Linked DNA regions of Mus musculus: region 1 is linked to region 2. Evidence: chromatin contacts called from public ChIA-PET data. All regions are on one chromosome and are shown on one strand. The core of a region is the stretch at or near the end of the contact, and the rest is flanking DNA. Distances in the headings are between cores, read along the strand shown. Region 1 overlaps Ssbp2 (single-stranded DNA binding protein 2). Region 2 overlaps Atg10 (autophagy related 10).

Evidence for each region. ChIA-PET counts read pairs in DNA pulled down with a chosen protein or histone mark.
Region 1: a contact with region 2 is called in an RNA polymerase II ChIA-PET map of memory CD8 T cells, with 50 read pairs. The contact joins two enhancer-like sites. A contact is called at or near these places in 1 of 15 datasets of contacts at CTCF or cohesin (large pre-B cells), 5 of 484 Hi-C or Micro-C datasets (the N1E-115 cell line, cerebral cortex, cortical neurons and 1 more) and 7 of 115 datasets of contacts at active chromatin or transcription factors (DN3 thymocytes, T-cell acute lymphoblastic leukemia, astrocytes and 4 more).

What each region holds. Positions count from the first base shown.
Region 1 is chr13:91,698,146-91,704,955 of GRCm38.p6, reverse strand. Ssbp2 (single-stranded DNA binding protein 2) reads right to left here. Exons shown (of 17, transcript NM_024272.4): 17 at 1-4,290. The coding sequence ends at 4,261. 4833422C13Rik (RIKEN cDNA 4833422C13 gene) reads left to right here. Exons shown (of 2, transcript NR_015501.1): 2 at 915-3,291. Among named protein-coding and RNA genes, the nearest start is that of Gm22778, 22 kb to the left of the region's middle. Within about 2 kb of position 2,400, at least 102 of the 459 cell types and tissues checked have an H3K27ac peak or open chromatin away from gene starts, as enhancers often do. A contact at or near this core is called in double positive thymocytes, effector CD8 T cells and memory CD8 T cells, where this site is marked.
Region 2 is chr13:91,090,520-91,096,820 of GRCm38.p6, reverse strand. All of the region lies in intron 3 of Atg10 (autophagy related 10), which reads left to right. Among named protein-coding and RNA genes, the nearest start is that of Atg10, 130 kb to the left of the region's middle. Within about 2 kb of position 2,415, at least 129 of the 459 cell types and tissues checked have an H3K27ac peak or open chromatin away from gene starts, as enhancers often do. A contact at or near this core is called in double positive thymocytes, effector CD8 T cells and memory CD8 T cells, where this site is marked.

The DNA.
Region 1 (6,810 bases), core at 1,151-3,650, 610 kb before region 2:
GGAAACTCCTCTGAGACTCAGTCAGTTGGATATCTTTCTTCATAATAAAGTCTACAGAAGTCATTGAAAGTCTCAGATGTGTGTTTATCATTAGGTCATCCAAACTGAATTACCGTTCATGGGTAAAGTTAACACTTTAGGGGATATCAATCCAACCTCTTATAAACAAATGTGTACAATAGGAATCTATAATTACTGCATGATTTCTGACAAGCTCAGTATGAAGGCCAATGCTGAGAAGCTAAATCTGGGCCTGGGAAAACTACTCCTGCTTATATATTGTTCAATATATAGAATAGTGGTGTTCTCCTCTCTTGCTATTCCAAATAACTTGTATCAGATATCTCACCAATGAAATAAAATGTCAAAAGAAAAAAAATGTTTACTATTTATCAACAGTGCTATATAAAATAACATGATCTTAGTAGAAGTGGGGTTTAGAAGCAAAATTTATGCTGTCATCTCCCAACATATACACACAGATATACACACATGTAGTATGCAGAATTGAGGTGGTTTTAACACTCTTGCTTTTCCTGTATTTCTCAAGGCATATTTCTCAGATGAGGGGAGATTGTTACAAATGTTTAAAATCAGAAACATTGTTTTAAGCTAGCATGGGGTTTTGCTTCTCATATCAGAGAAATTTAAGAAGGAAAAACTACAAAAGACTAGTTGGCATTTGGTAAAACATGTGATAATGGTCTCATCACACCAATCTTCCCTCCATATACCAAGTATTCATGGGCTTCTTGCCTCAGTTAATGTCTCAAGGAGAGGAGAGCTACAGCCCACAAAACACAACAGGAAACAGCATCAAGAGGACATTCAGATGTTGCATAGCTGTGACCTCTCATACTGCTTATGATGAACAGTAATAATCAAGGGATGAAAACTGAAATTTCTTTCCTCAGGAAAACTACCACCAGTACTACACACTGTGCAGAGGCAAACGCTGCAAAGCCGAGAGGGAAAAGATGCTCAACCCTTGCATCTCATCTCCTGGGATGGAAGGCAGGCATGGAGAAACCGGGCCACAAGCTAACCGGGGTATGGAGTACTGAGAACTGTGCAGAGTCCCTGCTGAGGACACAGCCCCAGATCAATGTGGGGAACGATGTAGGCGGCTGTGGGGCTTCACATGCCAAGATGAATTCACTTCCAAGCTGAAGAATGTTTACCTGAATGGTCCTTTCAAATGCAATGGAGTTCAGACGCCTGACAGAATCATGAAAAGAGAAATGGAACAGATTTTCTCTATTTAATTTCTGGAGGGACAGGTGTGTCTGAGCACTTTCTTTGGCTGAAGGGGAACAGAATTTTTCTCTATTTAGTTTCTGAAGGGACAGGTGTGTCTGAGCACTTTCCTTGCCTGAAGGGAGCGGAATTGATTTGTTAGTCTTTCAGAAATCAAGAAATCTTAACCTCAGACTTTTAGCTGTAAAATTCCTGTTCACTGGTAATTGAACCCAAACTGGAATGTTTTTTTTAAAAAGCGATAATTTGTCCATCAAATTATCAAAGCCTTTTTTTTTTTTTTTACACTGGGCATCTTCACAGTAAGAAAGTCAGGTGGTTAAGAACCATTCAGGACTTAAGACTGACACGAACTTTCAAACGTCGGTGCGTTAGGGAGGGCAGGGAGGGGTGACCGGATGCATGCTCACACCTGCTGCCCATTGTCACATTTTATGGGTGCATTCTATGCCCAAAATATGTGAGTACTGCTGATTTCATTATTATGGGCTGAAGTATGCAGAAAGCTAACCTCTGGCAAGCAGCATATACATCAAGAGGACATGAATGGGCCAACAGCCGTAGAATGCATGACAATGTTGGATTTCTTACCAGAAAAACAATAAATGTTAAATAATTAAGATCTACATAAAATCAATATAGTTATAATGCTTACCCTCCGGGTAACAAAAGTTATCTGGCTATAAAAATTAAGCATTCTTTTATTTTCCTGTTTGAGAACGTAGTTTTGTCTTAAAAATAATTTTTCAGTTTTTCAAGAATTTAAACATTGGAAACAGGTATTTTTTTAAACGGAGTTCCAAGAAAGAAAGGAAATGAAAACAAAAACAAAACCATTTTACTTTTTTAAAAAACAAAACAGGTTAGAAGCACACATGATGCTACTCTATCAACCACTGTTAAAATGCCATTTGTGTCATTTATATTCTAAGATTCCCAAGTAAAATTAGGCTCATGACTTCTGCGAGTGGTAGGAATCATTTGCTTCCCTTCTCAGAAGATGAATGACAGAGACGAAGGCCAGGCGAGATGGAGAGCAGATGAGGAAAGGAAGCGCTGGGAGACCGAGCCCACTGAACACAGTTCAACTCTGTACAGTCAGAGAGAAGGAAGTGGCCACTAGTGACTGGGGGGAAATGGACTTCCTGTGTGAACTGCCTGTGACAGGTTCCTGTAGCTGGCTAGTACAAGGCTGCTCTCTGGTACAGTTGTAGGCTGACGCTGTACTTTATAAAGTATGACTCATATACTGTCCTCTAGATCTGCAGTGTAAAGCTACTTCATCTTTTTTATCCTCTATGCTCCCAGCATCCCTGGAATGCCCAGCTAACATTTTCCATTTTCAGAAAGGATGAATCAATGTGGATCTGAGAGAAATCAATTGTCCAGAACCAACAGCAGGCAAACAGTGTCAACGTTTTCAGTTATGTTACAGTCCCACAGGAAAGGGAGAATCCTCGCCCCTAAGCCCGGGCAATACCCTCTAGCAGGGTAGAGATCAGTGGTTGTTTGTATCTCAGTTAGAACAGCAAGGGTTGCAGAGCTGTCTTTTCAATTATAAAATAAACTCTCTATGCTTTTCCTATTAGGATTTGGTGTTTGGATATAGGATTAAACGGAATCCCAAAGATCTGGGAAGTGTCATGCAAGCAGGGTGCTTTCATAAGGGAGATAATTAAAACTGTTTCTTTACTCCCTTCTGAACTGTCAGACACAAAATGGAGATCTAGCCAGCTGCAGTGAACATAAGCTACACAGATAATCTGCCTCCCAGTGCAAGCCCTCTGACCCAGGACAGAGCAGACAGGGCATGGAACTGCCACCTGAGAGCAGGGACAACAGAACAGACAGGTACCCATCAGTTCTGCTCCAGCAAGCAAGCTACTGGGTGGGTGAAACCAGAAACGCTGCAGAATCCTCTAGTTTCCTCATTCTCTGCTCTCTGGGCTGAAAACCTGAATCATGTCAGTGTGTCTGTCTGTTTTCAAGTGTCTGTAGAAATGATCATAGGAAATCTGAATAAACATACAACACCATTTCTCGCTGTGTCTTATTAGACATTTACTTCTAGTTCCCTGGGAGACGCTGTAAGTTCAAACAAGTGGTTTTGTTATCACTTTTGGATTTTATCGTGTTTAAGAGAGAATGTGTGCTAAAAGTATGATAACCCATGTCACTTTATTGCTACAGTTTAAGTCATTTGAGTTAGCTAATGAGTTCTGCATCATCTAAGACACACAAATCAAGAAAGAACTCAATTTAAAGCAGTTATTGCAGAAGTGTACTGTATGAAGCCCTGGCTGAGCTACTGTTGAGGGGTTTCCTTATATACAAAGCACCACACTACTTTGCACAGAAGGTAACTGGGTGCCTGGTTGGACATGAGGATGAAGTCACTGTCTCTACTTGGTACAACCTGGGGCTCACGGGCAACTTGCTTCAGACACAGTGAATGAAAGCTCTCAAATAAGCAATTTTATTCCTATCCATGATTGCAGACATTTACAAAACCATAACATCTGAGTTCACCTTAAAAAATAACTTATATAAAGCAGTGATGTACACAGCACAAAATAGTTGGGGAAGGGCAGGAGCAACCTTTAATAATTAAAGTGTAAACGTGAAAAAAAGGATGGCATAAAAGTCCTACTTACTTCTACTTAAGATGTCATGTGATACTATCTTACAATGTCCTGTGGGTCAATGCACGTATGCGTATATGTGCATACAGATCTGCATATACGATGCATTCTCTTCCCACACATACACACAGATAATCATCGCAGTTCAGTTGGGGGCAATGCTAATGTGCCGCTCCGTACAGTTGCTTGAATCACATTTGGACCCGCTTTCTTCTCAAAATAGGGGAGAGAGCAGGAACTAAAAGGTGGTCTGGTTGTCTGAGATTCCTTTGTCTAACTGTACACGACGAGTAGTTTTCTTCTGTAGTAGTTCTGTGATGGGCTGACTCACGATGGTTTTCATGAGAGACGCGGCAACGGATCACACGCTCATGGTCATGCTGGGGGAGTACTACAGGGACAGAGAGTCCAGTGTTAGCAGGGACGTCAGCAGGGTTCTCCTGACACAGAGGCAAGGGATGGATGCTAGGCTCTATGAGCAATTAAGCACACACCTTTAACTTCAGGAAAATAAGGAACTGTAACAAGCCAGCTTATATGGCTTTACTTAGTTTAAAATTTGAAATTATTTCCTCTACAAAGCCTGATTCTTTCCCAGGACCTAGATAATTATGCAGTCCTCAGACTCTCCTTCCAAGCCAGATGAAAGTTTTGAGGACAGTTGAAACAATCTGGACAACTTTAGTTCAAGGGTGGCTTACAGTGAAGAGTGTGAGGCCTAGCTTTTGCTATATACAGCCCAGTGAGTGGGGGACTTCCCTGAACTCTCCTTCAGTTTTCTCCCCTATAACAGCCTTTCTGACAATATCAAGCACTTTGGGGAGTATTCAATATAAAATCCTTCAACTGTATACTTGATTCGACACACAGAAAGTGCTCAGTGAACAGTTATGTAAGGAGTCATGAGCAACTGTCAGCTCTGCTGACCAGATGCTCCAATGTGTTAACACAGAAGCCTCATACACACACAGACATGCACTCACATGCACATGCGGGAACACACACATACACACACACAGATACATGAATGCACACACACAGACACACACTCACACACACAGAGATAAATGCACACACACACACACACACACACACACACACACACACACACACACACGGCCAGGACTCCAGTATCAATCCAGTACATAAAACTGAGCATAACAGTATGATGAGATTGACAAGTGACTTGGCTGAGGCCACCACTGAGCACAGCACAGCTCCTGACCATCTCAACAGAGACAGCACCTCTCAGGATGAGACATGGGTAAAGTCCAAAGGATAGGCTCCACACTGAAGAATCCAATAAGAGACCTGTGGCTATAAAGTTGGTAGAAAGGAGAAAGTGGAGGAATCCCAGCAAGCTGGGCTGGGCTACATACAGCAGGGCAGGATGTTCAGGTGAATGGCAGTGGGAAGAGCTCCCCAGGTGGGTGAGCAACATGTGCAGGGCTCAGCTGGCAGTCCTCTAGAGTAAATGTAGAGAGCCACAGGCGGAGGTGAGGCTGGGGAAGGGTGGCTGGGCCACAGGGGTGCTGTTCAGCCTTTAACACTGGCTATATCAAGGAGAATTTATTTAGCCTTGAGTTCTGTTTTAGTAGAAGGAAGAAGCTAAGTTAGTTAAGTAGCTTAACTGACTCCTATGTTGGATGGTAGGGAACACCGAGCAATAAGAAAGAGCAGAGGGAAATGATGTAATTGTATTATAATCTCAATGAATAAAAAATGTATTCAACTCAAAAAAAGGGAGGGCAGGATGAAAAAAAGCAAGTCAAAACAAAACCACTGCCCCCATTGTATATAAGGAATTCCCTGTGCTGAAATGTGCACACTCAACTCCATGGCAACGTGACACACAAGGTTTCACGTCACCAGTGACCTCAGCCTGGGACTAAATATCAGTCACACGGTATACATATACATACATGCATATACATGGATACATATATTTATAGTTATATATAAAGTATAGAACACAGCGATATTCAGAGACAAGGACAAGCAATAAGGAAAGATGAGGGTGCACCTCTACAGCAAAATGGGTACAGCGAAGTTGAAGGCATGCTTTCCACAGTCCTGTAGCTGATGTAAGAACAGGATTATCCTCATGTGGTCCAGCAGAACCTGTGCTGATGGGCATTCTAATCTGTCCTGGCCGCATCACAGGTCCCACTCACATGTGGCCTCTAAGCTTTTGAAATGTAGCTACCGAAAAGTTCAGAAGTAAAAATTCCCACGTGTTTAGCATGGATAGGTCACCTGCATTGTTTCAAAATAAAGGCTTTGCAGAGTGGTGCTGTGTCAATGACTAAAACCTGGAGGTAGGATGGCTCCCTGTGGGAAGGGGGTGCGCGAGGGAGGGGTGCTTCCAGAAATCTCTGGGTAAAACTCCAGACAACCTTCCACTGAATATGTAGTCTGGGCAATCTGGTGTTCTACAGTGCTTTCTTCCTAAGCATCATTGCAGCCCACTCATGTATCACATGACATTAGAGCACATTATAGATATTTTCATTCTAATATATGTCATCTAATGATGCTCATGTTCACATGCTCTGTGATCAAGTGTTTATTAGCTGCTATAAGCCCTTTACAGGAGTCCTTGTTAAAATGTGGTATATAAAATGTCTTGAGAAATCTTACAGAAAAGAAAAACACTGTGGATATATCAGGAAGTTAGAAGAAGTCACTTTGCCCATAAAAGAAACTGAGAGAAAGCTATTAGGTGTCGAGGAACCGAGGGTCAGGCAACAGCTCCATGAAATCAAACTCAGAGTTCACTAGAACCTCATAAGGACTAACTACTGAGTAGCACACACAACTGCAGAGTGAAGGACACACTCCTGCCCGGGCACCCCTAGGAATGTGTCACAAGTTCCTGTAAGGCTATGGACTGCTCACTGCCAGTTTCTAT
Region 2 (6,301 bases), core at 1,166-3,665:
AGATAGGTGTAAAATAATTTGTAAAGTTTTAAGCATGGCAGCATAGTATCTAACATGAAGAAGCAAGCATCTTTGATAAGGATGGCACTGAGCCTAATTCTAATGACATGGACCACTCAGGCTAGCTCCTCCACACTGAGTTTTGACACTGTCTAGTACATATCTGTGACTTGTTAATAGACCCGTTTCTCAGACTTTCTCCTTCCTCTTCCCACTTAGCCTTCAAGTCCCTCACAAAGACTAATGTGTTAGAAGTCTATGCTAAATTGTAATGTATATATGTATGTCTGCATGCCTAGCACGGAGATGATCTACAGCTCTCGTATAGCTCCCTTAGTCTTCAGAGAGTGCTGACATTGGTGCAACTTCAGCTGGGTATAAAGACTCAGAACATCCTTAGAGTCACAGGGTCTTAGAGTCACAGGGTCCTCTTTATTTTCTAGCAGTCACTTGCTGCTGATGGACTGCTAACACTTAGATGCATTCTTCCTATATGAACATGTCACGTGCTAAATATTCTCTTGTATTTTCTTTGGTCTGTAAAACTCATCCAAGTTTTATGTAGATATTAGTTCATTCTGTTTTTCTCTTTGTTTTTAAAATTAATCATCAATTTAAAATTTTTTTCAATTTTTATCACAATGTACACAGTTATAAGTATGATACATAAGTCAGCATGTGTCGTTTGTTTTTCTTTATTCTATTCAAGCAGTTTATGTAAGCCTGGTTTTCACCTACTATGACTCTCCAGCTAACAAGGGACAGTCAACAAGTCAGTCTTCCTTTGGCTGTAACCTTGGGATTAACTGAAGGGAAGACAGAGGGGGCAGCTCCGAGCTCAGACACCTGATGTATTCAGTTAACTTTCAGGGGAATGGAAGGATCTGAACCTTTAGAGATCTGCCGTCTGAAGGGGATATAGAAGTCACTTCCTTGGTAAAGCGATGTAAGATTATGCTGCATAATCATAGAGAATACCTATTATTTTGAGGAAGACATCTGAATATAACACTGTATCCAGTTAAAGATATATTTGTTTCCGAATGTCTGGTGTTTATTGGTCTTGTAGGTGTTTTGAAACAAGCATGGTACTGCAGATTTGTCTTGCGTTGATTTATGTTGCATCAGTCTGGAAAGAACTAGCTGCTATAACAAATACCCAATAAAGTCAGTGTTTGACACCACCATGCATTTGCATGTGATGACATCATCAGAGGTGGAGCCTCAATGGATTTTCCACAGAATTTCACTGGTAGTTTGCTCTATAATAATTACTGACTACTTGGACAACTGAATTACCATAAGGAATGAGCAAGGTGTAGCTGTTTTTTAATACTATATTTCCATTTTATAACAAACCACATCTTAAGTTTTTATGCTCATTCATCGTTTATATGATGGTAAATTAAAATAAATCATGTTTTGAATAATTTTCTTGCACACTTCAAGATGTCTTTTTGGATATTGTCTAAGCCTGCTAACTTGTAGCTCCAGAACCTTGTTGCCTCATTAATAAAGCACCGAATAACTTAAAGTGAAATGACTCATTGTATAGCAAAGAATCGCTGTTAGATCTTCTGAGCTGTACGTTTTTTCTATAGTCATGTATGTAACTGTAGATTTCGGTGAGGATGCCCTCTGAACACTAGAGGACATATTTGTGAGCTGAAAGTCCACATTTAAATCTCAGGATTGGACAGTCTTGCTCAAAAGATACAAGCTCAGCAGTTTCAAGGCTGGATGACAGCGAGTCTGGAAATTAATAACCTTCTGTACTCTACTCTGACCTGCGTCTGCCATCTACTCTGTGCCTGGCTGCTGTGGTCCCATGGCACCTCACCTGAGGGAGAAGCACCCACTCATTAGCCAGTCTCTCTGCTCTGGGCATCTACAGAGGTAAATGTCAAGAATTTTAGTATAGGAATGACAGCAGCACCCATTATACCCTATACCCTTGTTCTTGTTCACTCAAAAGCGCTTAAAGAAAACCAGTTTTCCCCATACGCAGAAGGGTTAAAAGGGCTGCTGTACTCTTGCACATCCCCTCGCCACACAAGCAAAGAGTGGGGTAAACAGTTACGGAAACGGAGCCAAATGTACACGTTGTTTTTCCTATCTGGCTTTTTCTGACTAGCCTGGTGCTTTTAATATTGCTGCACTTCATCTTCATGGATAGTGTGCACAAAGCCTTAATTTCCAGCACAGAAGGATAATGGCTCAGTGATCATTGGCTTTCTCTAAAACACAACCGAACATAAGCCAGGAGGCTGAGAAAGGGAGCTGTTCTTTAAAATGGCCTTGAAATGGTGTATGCAGTCAGGTGGCTGTGACGCTTGTTCACCACAGTGTGGGGTCTTTTTCCACGGCACACCTCAGGGACTTAAAGTGTACCTCACCCGGTTGGCCGGGGAATTGTAGGCAGCTGTATACTCACTCACACAGTGTTGGAGACAGCCGCAGCAGCACCGTGTCAGTAACAGAGGATGTTCCCTCCTGCCCACTTCTTAGCTACAGAAACCCACTGGCCTGTGGTGTTTTGTTGTTTCAGCTACAAGGGTGAGATCTCCTTTAGCCTGCTAGGCAAGGGAGGTTTTAGAATAGAGGTAAAAACTTATCAAACAGCTGTTTGTTTTAAAATAGGACATTGATCTTTAACAGTGGTGTCTGTACTGATCTTAGGTTAATCTTATTATGTTATCTTTTAAAAAGTCATCATAACTAACATCATAGTTTGTGTGTGTGTGTGTGTGTGTGTGTGTGTGTACAGAATAGCTGCAGGTGTGAACAATCACTCCCTGGCCCCTAGCTTGTTTTATTTAATTTTTTTTTCTGTGATCAAGCAGAGAACCATTTTAAACAACTGAAATGGAGGACATAAGGAAGTAACAAAGAACAGTCTGAGAGTTAGTGCTGTGCTAAGTGGGGGACCCTTCTCCAACTTCGTGTGATGGCATGCTGTATAGAAAAGGCTCTTTCAGCAAGTGTTTAGGAAAATATGTTCCAAAAGATCTGCATAACATTAGTGTAACCAAGTGTTCCTCTCTGTGGCTTCCTGTTTTGGAATTAAATGCCTTCAGGGTACTCAGAATAACTCTGTTTAGAAACACAAGAAGAGTTTAACCCCTTATGTTCCTGATCAGACTTTTAAAACATAAACATGAATTAGAAAGCAAAAGGACCTTATTCTGTTCTATAGCTCAAAAAATTCACTCTAAAATAAGAAGAGTTTTTACATAAAGTTGGTGGTTTAGTTAAAAAGCAAAAACATAAACAAAAATTATCATTAGAACAGTGAGGTCAGTTTTCTTTCTTTATAAACAGTTTTTAAAGACAATCCTTTTCCTATAAGTGGGTAATTTCCGCATGAGTTCACGGTGAGTTCCTAGCCTGGCTGTTCCCAGAAAGTGCAGGGTACAAGGAAGCTCAACCTGGGTGTCTTTCTTTGTGCTGTTTGAGTTCCCTGTTCTTGAATTGCTGCTGCAAGCCAGCAGAGGGAGCACCCAACAGTATTAGAGCTTAATAAAGCATCACATTTTCCTCCTTCCCCGTCATTAAAAACGATGTCTACAACCAATCATCCATTGATTATATATTTTCACTGTGTCGATTCAAGTGTAAATATGTTGCTTTTTAAAAGGGAGACGTAAAGGGACCTTATTTATGCAGTTCGCTTCTGTAAACCTTCATTAAATATGGAACTTTAAGACTGATAATAAATATAATGCAGAGGAAAAGGTGGGCACTGCACAACCTCTGTACGCCAAAATATTTTTAATTTAGTTACAGAGAAAGAAAGGCAAAGGTCCTTTGCAAGAAAGAATGGTAAAAGTAAAATACAGTCCAATTCAAACATCAGCACCATTACAGAGAAGGTACATTCTAAGTGAATGTTGAAAGGAAGGTTTCTCAAACTGGAGATTCTAGTTGGGACGCAACAGCATAAATGGAGGGTGTCTTTAGAGGCAAACAGCTGTAGGTTTAGAGGCCACAGAACTTGTGTGGTAGAGGAGGCGCCCTGGGGCTTCAGATGGTCAGAAAGGGAAGGTAAAGATGAGAATGACTGGAAACTGTGATAGGAGTTGCTTTTATTCTGGGAGGACTTTCTCCCCCTCAGCAGCCATCAGGTACCAGTAGCTCCTCGGGTATGCATGGAACTTTTCTTTCTCCCTTCCATGCTGGGATTTTATCAAATAATGCCTTTGGGGGAATGAAAGGGTAGTATAGAACTGAGAGAATGAAAATTGTTCATTTCCATCACTGGGTAGGATCAGACGTGATGACATCTTGGTTAATAATAATAATAATAATAAGCCTTTTGTGTATTTCTATCCCTAGGTAAGGTGGGCTGTGATAACTTCTTTGATATTAATAATGCATTTTGTTTGTGTTTACATTTATAATATTTATGTATATAGTGAGACACTTATGTACAAGGTATAAATAACATTAATCATTGTACATATGTATATATCACATATGTACAACTGTATCTGTCTCATACATTTAGCATTATCACATGATTTAAAGATTGATATTCAAATTGTTATATAATATGTAATATACCATACAGCAAATTCAGAGCAGAACTGGAACTCGGCTCCTAAGGCTTTGAGTTGAAGCTGATAATTTCTCATTGTGCTTTCTGATTTTGTATCATATTGCATCAGTGTATGTGGGAAGGATGGGGTATGCATTGTAGACATTATGGAAATATGAAAGTATGTGAGCACAAGGCAGAGGGAAGGGATGAAGGCAACTGCCAGGTTTGTAGACTATGTGATTAGGAAGCAGAATGATGTCATTGCCCCCACAGGAAATCCTGTAGGTCAGGTTGTCAAGTCAGTGACAAGCCAGGAGACAGAAGATGACTCTATTTTGGCCTGTCACATTTGAGATGTTGGAGGGCATCGTCTCTAGATGTCTAGCACATACTTCATAGTTTATGTTTGGAGCGCCAAAGAGAAGTCAGGGCTAGAGCTTCTGGATGGCTGAGATAATTCAGGGAACAAGTGTAGACTGGTAATTGAAGTGAGAAATAGACTTTGGGGGATGTCTGTATGTAGGAGCTAAGGAAAGGAAGCAGGGAGATGCTGCACAGAGAATGAGGAGTGAGAGCAGCCAGATGTCCCACTCACCATTCAACAGCTATGTGCATCACTGCTGTGTGCAGGTCTCTGAAGCCTCTGCCCAGAGTGTAAAAGAAGGTGACTCAGCACACCCAGGTGTTTGTGATGTTTGTGGGGACCACCAAGGGGAAACCCCTGAGCTTGTTTACCTTAGAGCTCAGACTTCTTAGTCACAGAACTCTAGTTCCATGCTGAAGTGCAAAGCCGACTTCCAGTTCACTCTTCCGTGAGAGGTCAGAGAACACAGAGAAAGAACACCTGCCCACTGGCTGGAAGCCGGGTGAATTCCCAGAGATGCATACAGCACCCTGGAACTTTGCCCATTTGTCTTTATTTATTCTACTTTGAATTTCTCTATGGGATAAAACGCTGTTATTTTGTATAATGGTATAAAGTCACTGGAAATTTCAAAGAAGAAATTGGGATGCCACCCTTGAATATAAACCACAGAATAACAATAAATACAAATTTTCTTCTCTTGAAATTTGGGAAGTGGAAATTCAGTCTGTGGAACCTTGTTTTCCTGCTGCTGCCATTTCATAGCTGATAGGAAAGGTATCAATGGACAAAGGATTGGCTTTGCCTTACAGTTCAAGAGGGATTCCTGTTGTAGCTGTGAGGGGAAGACAGGGCCTCAGGAAGCTAAGGCTGAGGTCACACTGCTTCTGCCTCAGGCAGCACAGGGTAGCAGGAAGTGGGGCTTAGGTACAGAACTTCAGGGTGCACCCCAATCTGGGGAGCAAGTGTTCCAGCATGAGCCTATGGGGGACACCTCATGGTTAAACCATAGTTTTACCTCCTACCTGTCTTTCCTTTCTATCCATCTTGTTATACTGTGCCCATTGTTTTAAATAGAATTCAACGTTACTAAAAAAACAAAAACAAAAAACCCAGTGTTATTTAAAAGAAATCTGGAATTTTCAAATACATGTTTCTTGGTAGAAAAAAAGTACGGTGTGTAAAAGATATTGTTATCATATATATATATATATGTGTGTGTGTGTGTGTGTGTGAGTATATATATACAAGCTATATGATACTGGGTTTATTGTGATTTTTAAAAAAACATGTATATAATGTTTTTCAGTCATCTTCCCCACCTCCCCTTTGCCCTCTCATTTCCTACTCATCTCTGCTAATGTCCTTTCTCTTCCCCTATTTGTGACAGATCTTTC